Regions from separate parts of the Sus scrofa genome. Here region 2 is linked to region 1. Evidence: chromatin contacts called from public HiChIP or PLAC-seq data. All regions are on one chromosome and are shown on one strand. Each heading gives the region's core, a stretch centred on a gene start, on an enhancer-like site or on the middle of the called end of the contact. The rest is flanking DNA. Distances are from core to core; before and after follow the strand shown.

Evidence for each region. HiChIP or PLAC-seq counts read pairs in DNA pulled down with a chosen protein or histone mark.
Region 2: a contact with region 1 is called in an H3K27ac HiChIP or PLAC-seq map of alveolar macrophages. The contact joins two enhancer-like sites. A contact is called at or near these places in 2 of 47 Hi-C or Micro-C datasets (embryonic fibroblasts and mesenchymal stem cells) and 1 of 2 datasets of contacts at active chromatin or transcription factors (alveolar macrophages).

What each region holds. Positions count from the first base shown.
Region 1 is chr18:52,730,933-52,738,777 of Sscrofa11.1, forward strand. No RefSeq gene overlaps it. Among named protein-coding and RNA genes, the nearest start is that of INHBA, 150 kb to the right of the region's middle. Within about 2 kb of position 3,484, at least 5 of the 83 cell types and tissues checked have an H3K27ac peak or open chromatin away from gene starts, as enhancers often do. A contact at or near this core is called in alveolar macrophages, where this site is marked.
Region 2 is chr18:53,559,065-53,566,909 of Sscrofa11.1, forward strand. No RefSeq gene overlaps it. Among named protein-coding and RNA genes, the nearest start is that of INHBA, 670 kb to the left of the region's middle. Within about 2 kb of position 3,102, at least 13 of the 83 cell types and tissues checked have an H3K27ac peak or open chromatin away from gene starts, as enhancers often do. A contact at or near this core is called in alveolar macrophages, where this site is marked.

The sequences.
Region 1 (7,845 bases), core at 2,234-4,733:
ATTCTTTTTTATGACCGAGTAATATTCCTCACACTGTATACAAAAAATGAATGAAAGACCTAATGTAAAACCTGAAGCCATAAAACTTCTAGAAGGAAACATAGGCAGAGCACTCTGATATAAATCACAGCAACATTTTGGGGGGCTCTATCTCCTAAGGCAAAAGAAGTAAAAGGAAAAATAAACAAACAGGAGCTAATTAAACTTAAAAGCTTTTGCCTAGCAAAGGAAACCATCACAAAACAAAAGAAAATAAAACCCTACTGAATGATAGAAAATATTTACAAATGATATGACCACAACTTTCAATATCCAAAATATATAAACAGCTCATATGACTCAGTATCAAAAAACTCAACCATGAAAAAAATGGGCAGATCTGAATAGACATTTTCCAAAGAAAACATGCAGTTGGCCAACAAGCATACAAAAAATGTTCAAAATCAGTACTCATCAGAGAAATGCACATCAAGAGCACAATGAGATATCACTTCACACTGGTCAGAATGACTACCTTGAAAAAGTCTGCAAATAACGAATGTTGGTTAGGATGTGGAGAAAAGGGATCCCTTGGGCACTGTTGGCAGGAGTGTAAATTGGTGGAGCCATTGTGGAAACCACTGAAGCTTCCTCAGAAAACGAAAAATCGAACCACCTTATGACTTAGCAGTGCCATTCCTGGGTATATATCTGGAGAAAAACGAAAACACTAATTTGTAAAGATACACATACTCTAAAGTGAATTAATTTTAAAGTGAATTAATTCAGATACTATATATTTAAGCTTTTTGTTTCTATTAATTTATATACTATTCAATTAATCATTTTAAAGTGAACGGCTTCCAGGGTTTCCCATGTATTATTCACAAGGTTTTATAACCATCAATACTGTCTAATTCTAGAACATTGTTATATCATCTCAAAAAAAACCCATTAGTCACTCTTACCTTGCACTGCCCTGAGCCCGGGGAACTGGTAATCCTTCCTCCCTTCCTCCCTCCCTCTCTCCTTCCCTCCTTCCTTCCTTCCTTCCTCTCTTTCTCTTTCCTTCCTTCCTTCCCTCCTTCCTTCCTTCCTTCCTCCTTCCTCCCTCCCTCCCTCTCTCTCTCTCTCTCCCCCTTTCTTTCTTTCTCTTTCTTTCTTCCTTCCTTCCTTCCTCCTTCCTCCCTCCCTTCCTCCTTCTCTCTCTTCCTTCCGTCCTTCCTTCCTTCCTTCCTTCTTTCCTGCCTTCTCTCTCTCCTTCCTTCCTTCTTTCCTTTCTGGAGTTGCCCATTCTGGACAACTCACATGAACAGAACCATACAGTATGTGGTCTTTTGTGTCTGGCATCTTTTCAGTCAGCATAGTTTCAACACTCATCCTTGTTGTAGCAGGTATCAATACTTCATTCCTTTTTGGGGGGCGGGGGGGGTGCCTGTGGCTTGTGGAAGTTTCTGGGCCAGGGATTGAACCCATACCACAGCAGTGGCCCGAGCCACTGCAGTCATGATGCCACATCCTTAACCCACTGAGCCACAAGAGAACTCTGGGTCCAGCTTTCCTGTCTTTTTTTTTTTTTTTTTTTGCCATGCCAGCAGGCTGCAGAAGATCCCAAGCCAGGGACTGAACCCAAGACATAGCTGTGACAGCACTGAATCCTTAACCACTAGGCCACCAGGGAACTCCCTCATCCCTTTTCAATGGCTGGTTAGCATTCAATTTTGTGGATAGACCGCATTTATTTATCCGTTCATCGGTGGATGGACATCTGGGTTGCTTCCCCTTTTTTGCTATTAAAACTAATGCTGCAATGAACATTTGCGTGCCCATATTTATGTGGACGTGTTCTCACTTTAGTCTGTCTTTTTTTTTGACCTTCCCCACCACATGGAGAAGTTCCCAGGCCAGGGATTGAACCAGTGCCACAACAGCGATTGGAGCCATTGCGGTGACGCCAGATCCTTAACCCACTGAGCTGCAGGAGAACTCCTTCACTTCTCTCAGGTGTGTACCCAGGAGGGCAATTGCTCGGTCACATGGTAGCATTCTGTTTACCTTTTTGAAAAGCTTCCCAAGTGTCTCACACAGCAGCTCTACCACCTCGCACTCCCAGCAGCAGTGAGTGAAAATTCCAATTTCCTCACTTACTCATCAGCCCTCATACGTTTCTCTTTCTTTCTTTTTTTTTTTTTTTTTTTTTTTTTTTTGTCTTTTTGCTATTTCTTGGGCCGCTCCCGCGGCATATGGAGGTTCCCAGGCTAGGGGTCTCATCGGAGCTGTAGGCACCAGCCTACGCCAGAGCCACAGCAACGCGGGATCCGAGCCGCGTCTGCAACCTACACCACAGCTCACGGCAACGCCGGATCGTTAACCCACTGAGCAAGGGCAGGGACCGAACCCGCAACCTCATGGTTCCTAGTCGGATTCGTTAACGGCTGAGCCACGACGGGAACTCCTCTTTCTTTCTTAATTACAGCCAGGCTTGTGGGTCACTCTTCAGGCTTCCTCATGGGTGGTATCTCATTGCAATTTGGGTTTGTATTTCCCTAGTGACTAATGATGTGGAACATTATTTCGTGTGCTTATTGGCCAGTGGTATATCTTTTGTGGAGAAATGTCTGTTTCAGTCATTTGCCCATTTTTAAATTGGGCTCTTTTTATTTTCAGTCGTAAGACTGTTTCGAATATTCTAGACACTAGACCTCCAACAGATATAAACTTTGCATCCATTTCCCCTCTTTCTGTGGGTGTTTAGTGCAGTGTTACAGGTTATAGATGACTGTGGATCTGGACCGTAATTGTCAGGCACTATAGCATAACGCATCCTTTTTGTGCATATCACTCCGTCTACCCTTCTATCTATGAATTTCTGGCTAATCCTCCTTCCTTCCCTTCTGGGTACCCTGGCTCCTCAAGGCCAGAACCCAAGCTAAGCGAGTCAAAACCTGTTGCCAGAGTGTTTCATTCTAGTAAGAAGTTATCTAAAGATTCTTCTCTCTGCTCACACACCTGTGGGTATGTAACACCAGAACTGCCCACTTCATGCCCCCCTCATGGTAAAAAACCCTTTGGCAGGAGGAGAGAATGAAATCCACATGTAGAGACGCTCGGAGACGGGGGTAGCGTTGCGGTCCCCCCATTGCCCCCCAGCTACACCCATTCTTCTTTGTTATGTGAGCAAATAAAGTCCTTTTTAGGCTTGACTGAGCGGAAATTAGCTTTCTGTCACTTGAAACGTAACACTCACTGACTAATGTAGTTAGCCCACGGCTTATCAAAGATCTTACCAGCAACACTTGCACAGGGAAAGTTTGTAATACTTAGTTTGTGGGAAGACATGCAAGAAAAATATAGCTGGGTAGAATTTGGGAAAACACATACTAACACGTCTGGGGAAACAGGATAAAAATGTTCGCGTTTATGGGAAAGAGACTTGCAGGGGAAGAGTCACCCCGAAGCCGTTGCAATGAATGGCAGATGACAATGAGTCATCTATATGAATCGGTCATATGACACGGCAAGGGAAACAGCCTTTGAGGTATGGAAGGGATGACAGGCAAGGTACAGTGAGTCACAGACGTTTGTGTCCAACATGCCTCGTGGAGTCCTCCACCGACAACAGCTGTCCGAACCAGCTGGCACCTCTTACGTGGGAATGTGGCTGTTTTTTCTCTCTGCCTGGTGTGTCATCTCTCTGCCGCATCCACTAGTTCTCTGTTCTTCCTCTGTTCTCCCGTAGCCGTCTATCCTTGGTGCTTTTTTCCAAATGTACATAGTTTCTTCATTTCCATATACATTCCAATCACATGGACCGATCAAGTACATGGTTTAAAGCTCAGGAATTTATAGACAGTTGACAGGTTCTTTTTCATGCCATTTTTCTATTTCCAAGGCTATAGAAATGAGTCTGTTTTGTTTCTTCCCTCAGCTGAAGTTGTTATAACAAATCTGTTATTAAGATCAAAATGTGTGTTGAATTAGTCAATCATATTTTTTCTATTTTCCCTGTCACCACTCACGTCTAAGGATTCATTACTTCATTCCCGAGTTACTATGATAGGCTTTTTTTTTTAATCTATTTTATTATGGAAACATTCAAATATACTCAAAAGTAGAGAGACTATTATACGGAATTCTCATGTACCTGTCGTAAAACTTCATCAGTTATAACATCTGGCCATTCTTTCCCCTTGTTTTTGTTTTTTTTTTCTGGAATATGCTAAAGCTGACCCCACTCATCCTGGAAGGTCAGTATGTATCGCTAAGAGATAAGCAATTTGTGTCCCCATACCTGTCTAATTATTCTTTCTCTAATCTCCTTTTTCTCACCAATCTTTGGTCCTTTAAAAAAAAAAAAGATTGCAAAGACCATGTAGGTATTATGAATGTATAAGAGAGCATGGGAATTTTAGCAACCAAAAAACAGTATCATTTATACATCCCCCAGACAGAAAATGGCAAGTTGGTTCTCCTCCCCAAAATAGGACCTGAAAACCATTTCTGACTATAGCCTCGCTGCCCCTTAGCGTCATTTCCCCTCCTTGAGGTTATAATTCAGGTGTGCAAGGATCTTGATTAATGACTTTGGACAATTAGGTAGGTGCATAGCAGAAAGGAAAAAGCAAAAAGAATCAAGAAAATAAAAATTTAAAAACACTAACAGTTGGAGTTCCCTGGCGATTCAGTAGGTTAAGGATCAGTATTGTCACTGCTGAAGCTCTGGTTAAAGCTGTTGCATGGCTTCAATCTCTGGTCCAGGAACTTCTGCATGTTACAGGTGCAGCCAAAAAAACCCACTAACAGTTAAGTTGTTGTTTTTTAATTTGTCAGTGACTTAAGGAAAGATTCTAGTGCTGAATAAACTAAATCTTATATACGTGCAAAGTATTCGCATGGTGCTTTTTGCCAGTGCTTCTGGGGTGAACTTCCTTCCCAACTGAGAGCAACTGGCATCCTTTCTCTTCAGTCAAAAGAAAATCTATGTCACTTGAGTTGGAATACTTTTTGAGAAGAGGCCAAATGGACCTATCTATGTAATTTTCACGGTGTGTTATTTATTTACTGCTGTCTAAGAAATTATACTAAAGGTTAGGGGCTTAGAATATCAAACTTTTACCGTCTCACAGTATCTAGGCATGGTGCATGTGGGATACGGCTTTGCTGGGTGACTCTGGCCGCGTTTCTCCATGAGGGACAACTAAGAGGTCTTCCTCCAGGCTGCGGCCACCCGAGGACGTGAATGTGCCTGGGGAACCACTTTTGAGCTCGCTCAGATGGCTTTTGTCAGGAGGCCTCGGTTCCTCATGTGGGACTCTCCATAGGTCAGCTGGGATGTCCCCCCACCACGACAGTGGCCTTTCCCCAGAGCGAGGGGACCAAGAGAGAGCAAGAGCTGAAGTCTCCTTTGTGATCTGTCATCGGAAGTCACACTCCATTCCTGCCGTGCTGCTGGTTAGAACCTTTAAGGAGAAAGAGCAATGAAGCTCCCCAACTTTTGAAGGGAAGAGTATCAAAAATTTGTGAAAATATTTCAAGGCCGCCCCAGGTGATAAATATCAAAGAGGAGAGTATCAAATATCCTTGATGGCACAGCTGGTCAAGGACCTGGCCTTGTCCCTGCTGCGGCTCAGATTTAATCCCTGGCCGGAGAATTTCTGCATGCCGTGGGTGCGTCCCAAACCAACCAACCAACAAACAAACAAAAAAAAAACAAACCCAGAAATACAAAGATGACAAACCATATTAATTTAATAAATTAAAAGGGAGCAGACTTGGACTAACACAGAATAGGCCGGCCAGTGGAATGAGGGCCCACTTCCATCTTTCATTATTTAAGGGCTACAAGAAATGGTAAAGGCCACACAGGCTGCATTCACAGCCTCTACCAGTCACTGCAAAGACACATTTTACTGAAGACTTATTTGTTTTCTAATAGACCATCTACACATCTAAAACAACTAGCTAGCTAAGGTACCAGAATGAAATCATCTCCTCCTCCAAGCCTCTCAGCTAACATGCCCACACTCCACAGTCAGACGCTTTTGTCCCTGGGCTGATACCTCATATAACCTAACTCCACATTTCTTGTGATCTGTTTTGACCGTGATTTTTTAGTTTATCTGTTTGAGACAGGTTCTCTTTATGAATTGCTATGGTAGAGAGCGAGCTTTCTTACCCTTCAGCCACGCCTAGTTTCTCCGTCTTTTCCACGTACTGTGAAGACTTCCTTACCAACACCGTCAGACTATTAGTTGATCATTTAACTGAAAAATTGTGTTAAAGCAGGTAATCATGAGCATTGCATACAAAAGATTTTTAAGTATGAAATGAAAGCATATGATATTTTGATGCGGGGTCAAAGCCTTCTTGAATTTTGCAAAAAAAACAAACCCAGGATACATCCTCTATGATGGATTTCCAGCTGAGGCTTCTCTAAAGTGGTACCAAAAATTAAAAACCTTTGCAAGGCAAACCGAGTACAGAATGCTTCTAGAATTGGGGTTTTTGTCCCCCAGTCATCAACAGCTGCCTTTCAGATTTTTACCAATAGTTTCAGTGATTTGCTATTATCACATCTTTCAACTTTGTCTCATTGGAAACAAAGAACTCTTTTGGTCACACCCTTATTTCATTAATTTTTGTGCTGTGACGCAAAATGAAAGAATTTCCATGCAGAATCCAAGTATAATGAGTAGGCTTGGAAACAAACCACTGACGTTTGGAGAGCACGGAACTCGCCCCTGGGAGCCCAAGTGTGCTGCCTGGAACTCAGTTTCCTTTGGGATCCAGCTGGCTAGTGGATATCCACTGAGCACGGACCAGCACTTGCTCTCAACAGATTAACTTACTTAAAAAGCTGAACTGTCTTAGGACATAGATTCTAGACTTACCTCTCTCAGAAAAAGGACCTGAAATTTGGAAACACCCAGCACAGATGTGACATTCTGTTGAGGAGGCTATTTCACAACCGGGTTGGGGAAGAGGTTAAGTGATAGAATTTTATCCGGTAGAGATGCAAGTTACTGATTTCTTTCTCTTTTTTCACCCCCTTTTTGGTCATGACTGCAGCATATGGAAATTCCTGAGCCAGGACTGACCCCGAGCCACATCAGTGACAGCACCAGGTCCTTAACCTGCTGCGCCACCAGGGAACTCCACAAATAATTTATTTTTGGAAAAAGAAATAATCCCAAAGACTATGCTCTGTGACTGTGTTGGGCATTACCAGTTTTGCATTTAATCCAGCAGTCTTCTTCTAATCTTATTGAAATAGTCTAATCATTAAATACGTAATGTGCTGAGCTGTTTTAGTATCTTTTACTCTAGTGAGTTCCATAAAACGTGTGATAGATAACTCTTCACTTTCTATTTGTCTGAGGGATATGATTTTGTCTTTTCAAAAATTATACTGTAGCACCCCATTCCACAAATAAATAAGGCAAAGAGTGGTTAGTATTTGTCCAAGGAAACAACATTAGACAATGATGTTAGAAATAGAACCAGAGAGTCCTTCTTGTGGCTCAGCGGTTAAAGTCTTGATGTTGTCTCTGTGAGGGTGTGGGTTCAATCCCTGGCCTCGCTCAGTGGATTAGGGATCCAACATTGCTACAAGATGCAGTGCAGACAGCAGATGCAGCTCCAATTTGACCCCTGACCTGGGAACTTCCATATGCCACAGGCACAGCTTATAAAAGGAAAAGCAAAAAGGAAGCAAAGGATATACCGGGATCTTGTGTTCAATGTGCATGGGAATTAGTCAGTAAAATTTGCCAGTGGAATGGAAAGTGCCAATTAAACTGGCCAGTCAATTATATTGAGGTCAGTGAGGAGAACATCTATTGTAGTTAAATTATTGTTTTTAGTTAA
Region 2 (7,845 bases), core at 1,852-4,351, 830 kb after region 1:
CGCATGCATTCCAGAAATGCTGAGTGCTTACTGTATGTCAGACATTTTCCAAAGATATTTTCCAGCCCGTGACAGAACTGCTCACACTAGAGAAATTTGTTTCTTGCCACTTAGAAATCACTGCGCAACTCAGGGAGCTAGAAAATCACATGATGTCTGCCTCTGATTTATGATGTCACCAGGAAAGTGATTTGATGACTTTCTTTTTATCTAACTGACCTAGTCCCTTTTCATAAATGCCCTGGATAGAAAAATGCCCTGACAAGGGAATTTCGCAAAGGAAGCACCTGCCTGAAGGAGGCTGGGACATGTTTAACTTGAAGTGCAGGTGTTGGTCCCTCCTGTGCCCGATGCATAATTGCCAGGAGGCTGTTGCCATGGAGAGTCGTGGGTCTTCAAATTCTGAAATAGAAGTGCAGACAGTTCTGAGTGATGTTTGCAGTGATGATGATGCCGGTAGGATAGGCGAAGCGAACTACCGAAGGAGGTAAGAAGAATGAGAAAAAAGCACAAGAATAATCTAGAATGCTAAGTGTTGAAGGACAGAGGTACCAGAGGATGATTCGTTGAGAGAGATGTTTACGGGGCACCACTTATTCTCAGGCCCTGTGAGGTGGTGGAGATAGAGTCGTGAAGAAAGAAGTCAGACTCGCGTGGAACTTCCATTACAGCGATGCGAGAGAGCACACGAAACAAAACAGAGAATGTCAGCGCCGATGTGTGTACACATCCAGGCGTGGGGGTTAATTTGCTTAGCGGATGTCTCGGAAAGATAATCGATAATATTTAGACTCCAGTGGCCGAGGGGAAAGTCATGCTTCAGGCACACAGAGCCGATTCTTTGACTTTCTCACCACTTCTCTAGCCCCGGGCCCACCACTTTCAGCCTCCTCAGTCTGACTCCCTAGCAGAATCGTGCTGTTGACGAGTAAGCGGACATCTGATTGTGGGGCCAGCTGGACTAAGACACAGGAGGAGTTTGTGACGCTGGCCCACTCCTGTGCCCTCTTCTGGCCCGGTCCCAGGGTGCCCACTCTGGGTGCTCCGTGGTTTCTGAGCTACTCCTGTTTCTTCCAAAAACATCGAGAAACCTACCCAGAGTTTGTGCGCCAGTCTCTTCAAAAGAAGAGCAAGGGGTTTGTTAATTCAGGTCAAAGATCTGGAAGAGAATAATGGTCGGAAGCTGGCAGCCTTCCAGAGTGGGTGTGACTCTTTGGGCGAGCAGGGCCGTGAATACTGTCTTTGTTCTTTTCCCTTCTTACACTGGATTTGGGGGATATTTTCATTTTCGTATCAATGATAAGGAGGAAACTGGACTCCATTCTCTTACCCGAACGTGGCTTGCTGAAGCGGTCGGTCTCGTAACCTTTAAGCTAACTGCGCTCTGCACACCTTCAGGAAGCCATCTAACCTGCCCCTGGAGTCTTGCTTTGGCAAGACCCAATCTTGGGGGCTGTGAAAGAGTGACAGAGGATGACATGTAGTAGATTTCTTTTTTTTTTTTTACCTTTTTATGGCCATACCTGGAGCATATGGAAGTTTCTGGGCCAGGGATTGAATCTAAACCACAGCTTTGACGTACACTGCAGTGGCAGCAATGCCAGATGCTTTAACCTACTGCGCTGGGCCAGGGATCCCACCCGTACCTCTGCAGCGACCCAAGCCGATGCAGTTAGATTCTCAACCCACAGCACCACAGCGGGAGCTCCCCGTGGTAGATTTCCTGAGCAGCTTACGTACCTTTCTCTCTCCTCTGCCCCTTCCTCGGGTACTCAGGTCCCACTAATACAGTTTCGGCGTCTAGGACGTAAATTTGTAGTCAGGCCTTTGGGTAGCTAGGCCACCTTCAAACTCCTGTCTCTGTGAGCCCTTGTCATTGTAGGCTGTTGTATTTGTTTTTCAAAGTTCTCTCCTATATTTTCTCACCGGTTCTTCACAGTCAGGTTCTTAGAAGGCTTGTGCTATTTGATAATCTCTGTTTTACAGATGAAAACTCTGGTCCAGGGAGGCTGGGTAGCTAGTCCAAGGGCACGAGCAGGTCATTCCAAAGCTCCGAGTGACATCTCTTTCTTCTGACTCTGAATTGTTGCTCTTCAATCACATCTCAAGTGCACACAACCCTGGGACTGGAGTCAGGCCACAGGTGAAATTCGCACCAATGGGAAACAGGTCAACCTCTTACCTGTCTTCTCCCCAGGGAGTGAGTTGTTCTCCTGGGACCCTCGAAGGAAGCTGCAGAGGAAGCTGTTTCCTGAACAGTGAGATGTGACCGCCCAACAGGGGTGGGCACTGGTGACACCGGAGCCTTCGGTTCCCCTCCCGTCCCTCACAGCCCTCGACCCAGGCCTTGGCCGTGTCCCACCAGTGGCGTCTGACTCAGGAGCTCCACTCCGCGGTGCAGGGGTTTGCAGTGAAGCTTCACCGGACCAGCAGGGGCGAGGGGGCATGGCCTTCACCTGCCATAATTAAGCTTTGTCCTCTGTGTCGTGAGCAAATGCAGCCCACAGAATCCTGAGGCGCACAGGATTGCCATGTAGTGTGTGGTAGGAGGGCCTCTGGGGAGTGAAAATAAGGTGATGAGGTCCAACCTCATTTGTGACCTAGAACCTCGATACCCAAATGGTCCACAGCCCAGCAGATCAGCATCACCTGCGGGGGGGTCCAGAAGCACAGAAACTCAGGCCTCATCGGAGACTTCGGGAATCAGAGTCTGCATTTTAACAGGATGCCCGAAGCCTAACTCCTAGGCCTGTCCCTGGCTCCCTCCCTCTCTCTCCCAACTCCTCCGTATCTGCCTCTGTCACAGGAGGGGCCTCCTATACACCATCCCCGTGGAGTCTAGAACAGTGTCTTGCTCCTGCCATTTCTGGATGAGTTTTTTGAATACGATTTTTTGAGTATGGGAAAGAACACCGGATAAAACGATTGTGTGAGTGAAAGTAATGCAAAGTGTAAGCGCTACCATTTACAGATAAGGAGAGACTTCTTGGAGGAGGTGACGTTTTTCATTTCTTTTGGCCAGGGGGACCCTGACTTAGCACAGATGAAGGTGAAAGGCCAACCGAGTTGGGGAGGGTTGCATAATGGTCTGAGTAAATCATTGCTCAATGTGGAAGTGAAGTGACGGTGCTGATAGATTTCCTGTGACCATAGGACAGATGAGCAAGAACGTTCAATTCTGGGCATTTCTGCTTTCCACCCAGGGATTATTCCTTGGGCCATTATCGCTGCAGTGGATGAAGGTACTTGCTAAAAATAGGCTACTAATGTTTTCCTTAGAATTACAGCACACGTCAGAGGAGACTAATGACCCAGCGCTGTACTGTTTTCTTTTCATTTCAGCTGGCCTCAAACAAATAAACCCGATAAATATTATCAGAGTCACATATGCTCATTAAGGGCTATAGTCAGTGGCTATGTTTGTTTTACTGTGTAATAGATGATGAAACCATGGTGATGAGCAGAGTAGGCTGGAATGGTTTTCATATTTTCCCATCTTAACACTGGAGACTGGCTCCTTGTTTTTTCACTGGCTTGTATTAGAAATAGAACAGCTTACTAAAACACTTCTTCATCTTGACATGTCTTAAAGCCGTCCTCACTCACATCTTCTGATCTAGTTCAGGGATACATGATAAATGTTTGAAAGTGGTCCTTAAATATAGCGTTGAATGGGAAACAAGTACTTACAGGGTGTGGACACTCATGTAAAAGCTTTCATTTGAGAGCAAGTATCCTCCGTAATTGAGGATTTGGGTCTTAATTGTTTTATGGGTTAGAGGACAGAACGGGAGTCATGCTGTATAAAATTTATGTTATAAAAAGTCAAGACATACTACGCTGGCCAAATGTTTTTTTTAAGGTTTCAGGCCTGTAAAAGGAAATAAATTCCGTGATTATTTCCTAATGAAAATACAATACACTTTCCTAGCAGGTCCTGACAGCGTTCGTATTTTTAAAGAGACCATGAAAAACAATGTCTCTTCTCATTCTTCCATAAATTCTTACCAAAATGGTAAAATTGTACATGGAATTAGGCTGTTGTACGGTTTTCTAGCTCCTTCTTGCTCTAATGCCTTCTTCGGTCAACAGAGTGGTCTTTCTAAAAAATACCATCTGATCATGCCCTCCTCCAGGTGAAAACTTGGAGGGCTCCATATTAACATAATCCAAGCCCTTTGCAGGGTGCAGGTGACGCTTCCTGCCGCGGCCTCTCTTAGCTCCTCTCACAATGCTCCTTTCCCTCCTGTGTTACTCGCCCCCTAAGTAACTCACTGTCATCCTCAACGTCTTAGGTCCTTCAACCTCCAAATAACCTCCCACTTGATGTTCTGGTAAAAACTGTTTTCATTATGGCTCCACTCAGATACAACTTCTGTGATTTTTTTTTAAAAATTTACCCGGAAACATCTAGCCATCCCTCCTCTGTGTTCCCCTAACACACTCTCCAGGCACAACAGTCCCATCGTCCTGCACCTTCACCATGTTTTAATGCCTACCTGCCCCCCCCCCCGCCAACCTGCACATCCCCTGCTGAGAATTGGGGGGTTTTTTGTAAGTAAAAGCTCAACGCTGATATAATTCCTGTCCCCAAGCAGGTGCTATAAATGTCCGTTTAAAGCTCAACTAAATAAATGAATCAGAAACTGCTCCTCATGAAGAAGGGACATGCCCAGAGCCTTTTTATGCGGTGATGCTAGTTGCAGTTTCAGACGGGAGGTGCAGACTGAAGCCAGGGATAGGTTCTGCCCGAGTGTCCGATTAGCTTTTAGTTTCTAGTTAAACCACATGTGCCCAAGAGAGCATGGAGTGATTACTTGGAGAACCACCACCTACTCTGTCCACATAGCGTGATAAACAGATACACTTTCTTCTTTGAAAATGTTCCCTCCAGTCTCTGCGGAGACCTGAGACACGTCCATTTAGAAGAACAAAGGGGGACGAACGAGTCACCAACTGGGCAGTAGGAGTTGTCTGTTCAGCAGCCGCTTCCTGTAACCTGTGGTTACTTTCCAAACAGATTTCAGGGACCTGATTTGGGGGCGAGGTTAATCTTCCAGGGAAGGCCGCCTAAGACCAAAGAAAAGGGCTCACACTTGAAATTGATGATGGTTCCACCCCCAGGGTCCAAATCTGCTCTTCGGTTGCACACTCAAAGCCATTTAAAAATGCAGCCTGGGAGTGTGGGGATTGTAGACCCGAACTGCTGCCTTTGGAGCGGATAAGCAATGAGACCCTGCGTATGGCGCAGGGAACTCGATCTGTGGGGTGGAATGTGATGGAGGGTAATGTGAGAAAAAGCATGTATATATGTATGTATAACTGGGTCACTTTGCTGCACAGCAGAAATTGACAGAACATTGCACATCAACTGTCATAAAAATTTTTAAAAATACATAAAAATGGCAGCCATCAGAACATAGTTACAGAAACACAGAACGACACAGATAAAGGAGTCTTAGAGATAAACTTGTCAATGCCCTTTATTATTCGGATGTGGCCATAACAGCTTAGAGACAATCCTATTGCTGTAAAGGGTTTGGGGGGGAATGGGTGAAGATGATTCCTAGCAGTGGACCTGTGCAGGGAGTGGCTAGCCACCGGTTCTGTGGTCCGGTAAGCCTGGCTTCATCACTTATCACCTGTCTGGCCATAGGCAGGTTCCTGAACCTCTTCGAGGCTCAGTTTCTTCAACTGTAAAAAGCACCCCTGCCAGCTACCTACAGAGCATCAAGCTCAGCGCCTGAAAAAGCAGGTCTCCTCAGTAACAGATGGCTGCCGTTATCACAGTGGAAATAGGGAGATGTGGCTCATATTTGGGGTGGACTTCTGTCCTAAGCCTCCACAGCATCCAAATCTTAATATTTGGGAGGAAGCGTGGGGGAGAGGAGGAAGGCTTGCCTTCCACCCTGGAAGCTCTAAGGGAGGGACCAGTCAGCAGGAGCTGGGACACGGTGGAGACCAGCCAATCAGAACTTCTGCCTGGGGCCCTGCATCTGGAAGTGACCAGCTGCAAGGGCAGTGCCCAGGCTCCTGGCCTGACTGCGTCCTGCAGGAGGGCCAGCTGCCCGGCCCCTCCATGTGCTCTGAGCCTGGCGTTTCTCTGACCTCCTCCAGCGAAGTCCTCTTGTATTTAGGTTGAATCAACTTGACTTCTACTTCTGACCAGTGAGACTCTCATGGTCGATATAATTCTGGGTAGAGGCAGACAATTTTTTTCCCAGCTCTTCACCATCCACTGTTCAGGCACTCTGTACTTCATCATCTCCCAAATTATAACCATGGCTTAACTTCCTTTGTTCATGGACGAAGAGGAGTCTCCAAAAATGAGGACGTGCAGGCGATCTGAGAGGTTAACTCTAATTCACACGAGTGAGCCGTTAAATACACGAACCTAGGCTGAGAGTTGAAGGGTCTGATCTGAATGGCAGCGGGGAGAAGCCCGACAACCCGGGCTCACTAAGTGGGAGCTGGTTGCAAGAGAAATTGTCATCTAGGGCAGGCATCACCCTGCACTAAGTAACCAGTGATTTTCCAATGTTTTTTAGTTGGAGAGAAATATAGGACAGATGTGTTGGCTCTAGAAACAATAAAAACAGCTCCTTAAATCACCAAGAAGCAGTGGGGTGGGGGGAAGGTAACACAATACCGGATAAATCAGGAGGGAGTGGGCAGGACTGTCTGTCACGGTCAAGGGTAGCAGGGGATGATGCGATCGGCAGCAGTAAACAGCCTGGGGGTGAGGAAACCTTGGACCACAAGCATCAGCCAAAGCAGAAAGCTTCCCTGAACCCCACCCTGAAGGGGAAAGATACACAACTGGCGGAAGAGGGATAAGATGCTAACAGAAACCCAAACAGGGCAGTAACATTAACGCACGTACAAATGCATGTACTGAAAACAAAGGGAGGGAAACAGTGACTGGGTGTCCTATGCTGAGCCGCTGATGGCAGTGACATCTAGTGTACATCAGAATTGTCTGAGGCTTTAGTGAAAAATGCAGATCCCTGGGCCTCTTGCCCAAAGGGGCTGCTGTGGTGCTTTTTCTGTGGAGCCTGGGATGTGTAATTTTTTTTTTCTTTGTCTTTTGTCTTTTTAGGGCCGCACCCATGGCATATGGAGGTTCCCAGGCTAGGGATCCAATTGGAGCTACAGCTGCCAGCCTCCACCACAGCCCCAGCAACATAGGATCTGAACCGTGTCTGCATCCTACATGCAGCTCACAGCAACACGGGGTCCTTAACCCACTGAGCGAGGCCAGGGATCGAACCCACAACCTCATGGCTCCTAGTCGGATTCATTAACCACTGTGCCACAACGGGAACTCCTGGGATGCGTATTTTTAATGGGTTCAAAGTACTTTAACAGCAGGTCACATTACTCGCTACATGGCAGAAGAGAGCAGTGAGGTTTTTAGCTGTAATAAATCCAACGCCAGGTCAATGTATGTATTAATATTTTCCCAGGAGAACATGCTCGAGGTGAAAATACCTAACCTTGCTGCCCTAGAAATTATCAGAGGTGACTTGAACTTATTTATGCAAATTCAAACTTAAGGTGGACTTGCTATTGGCGATGCATGCAACCCAGTGATCATACGAATGGCCGTCAGTACTGAGAGTCACTGTGGGCCGCACACAGCTACGTGCCCACGCTTGCATTCAAAAGTTTGCTCTTCAGGAGTTCCCGTTGTGGCTCGGTGGGTTACGAACCTGACTAGTATCCATGAGGATGTGGGTTCAATCCCTCCCCTCAGCAGGTTAAGGCTCCAGTGTTGCCATAAGCTGTGGTGTAGGCTGCAGATGCTGCGGCGTGGATCTGGCATGGCTGTGGCTGTGGTGTAGG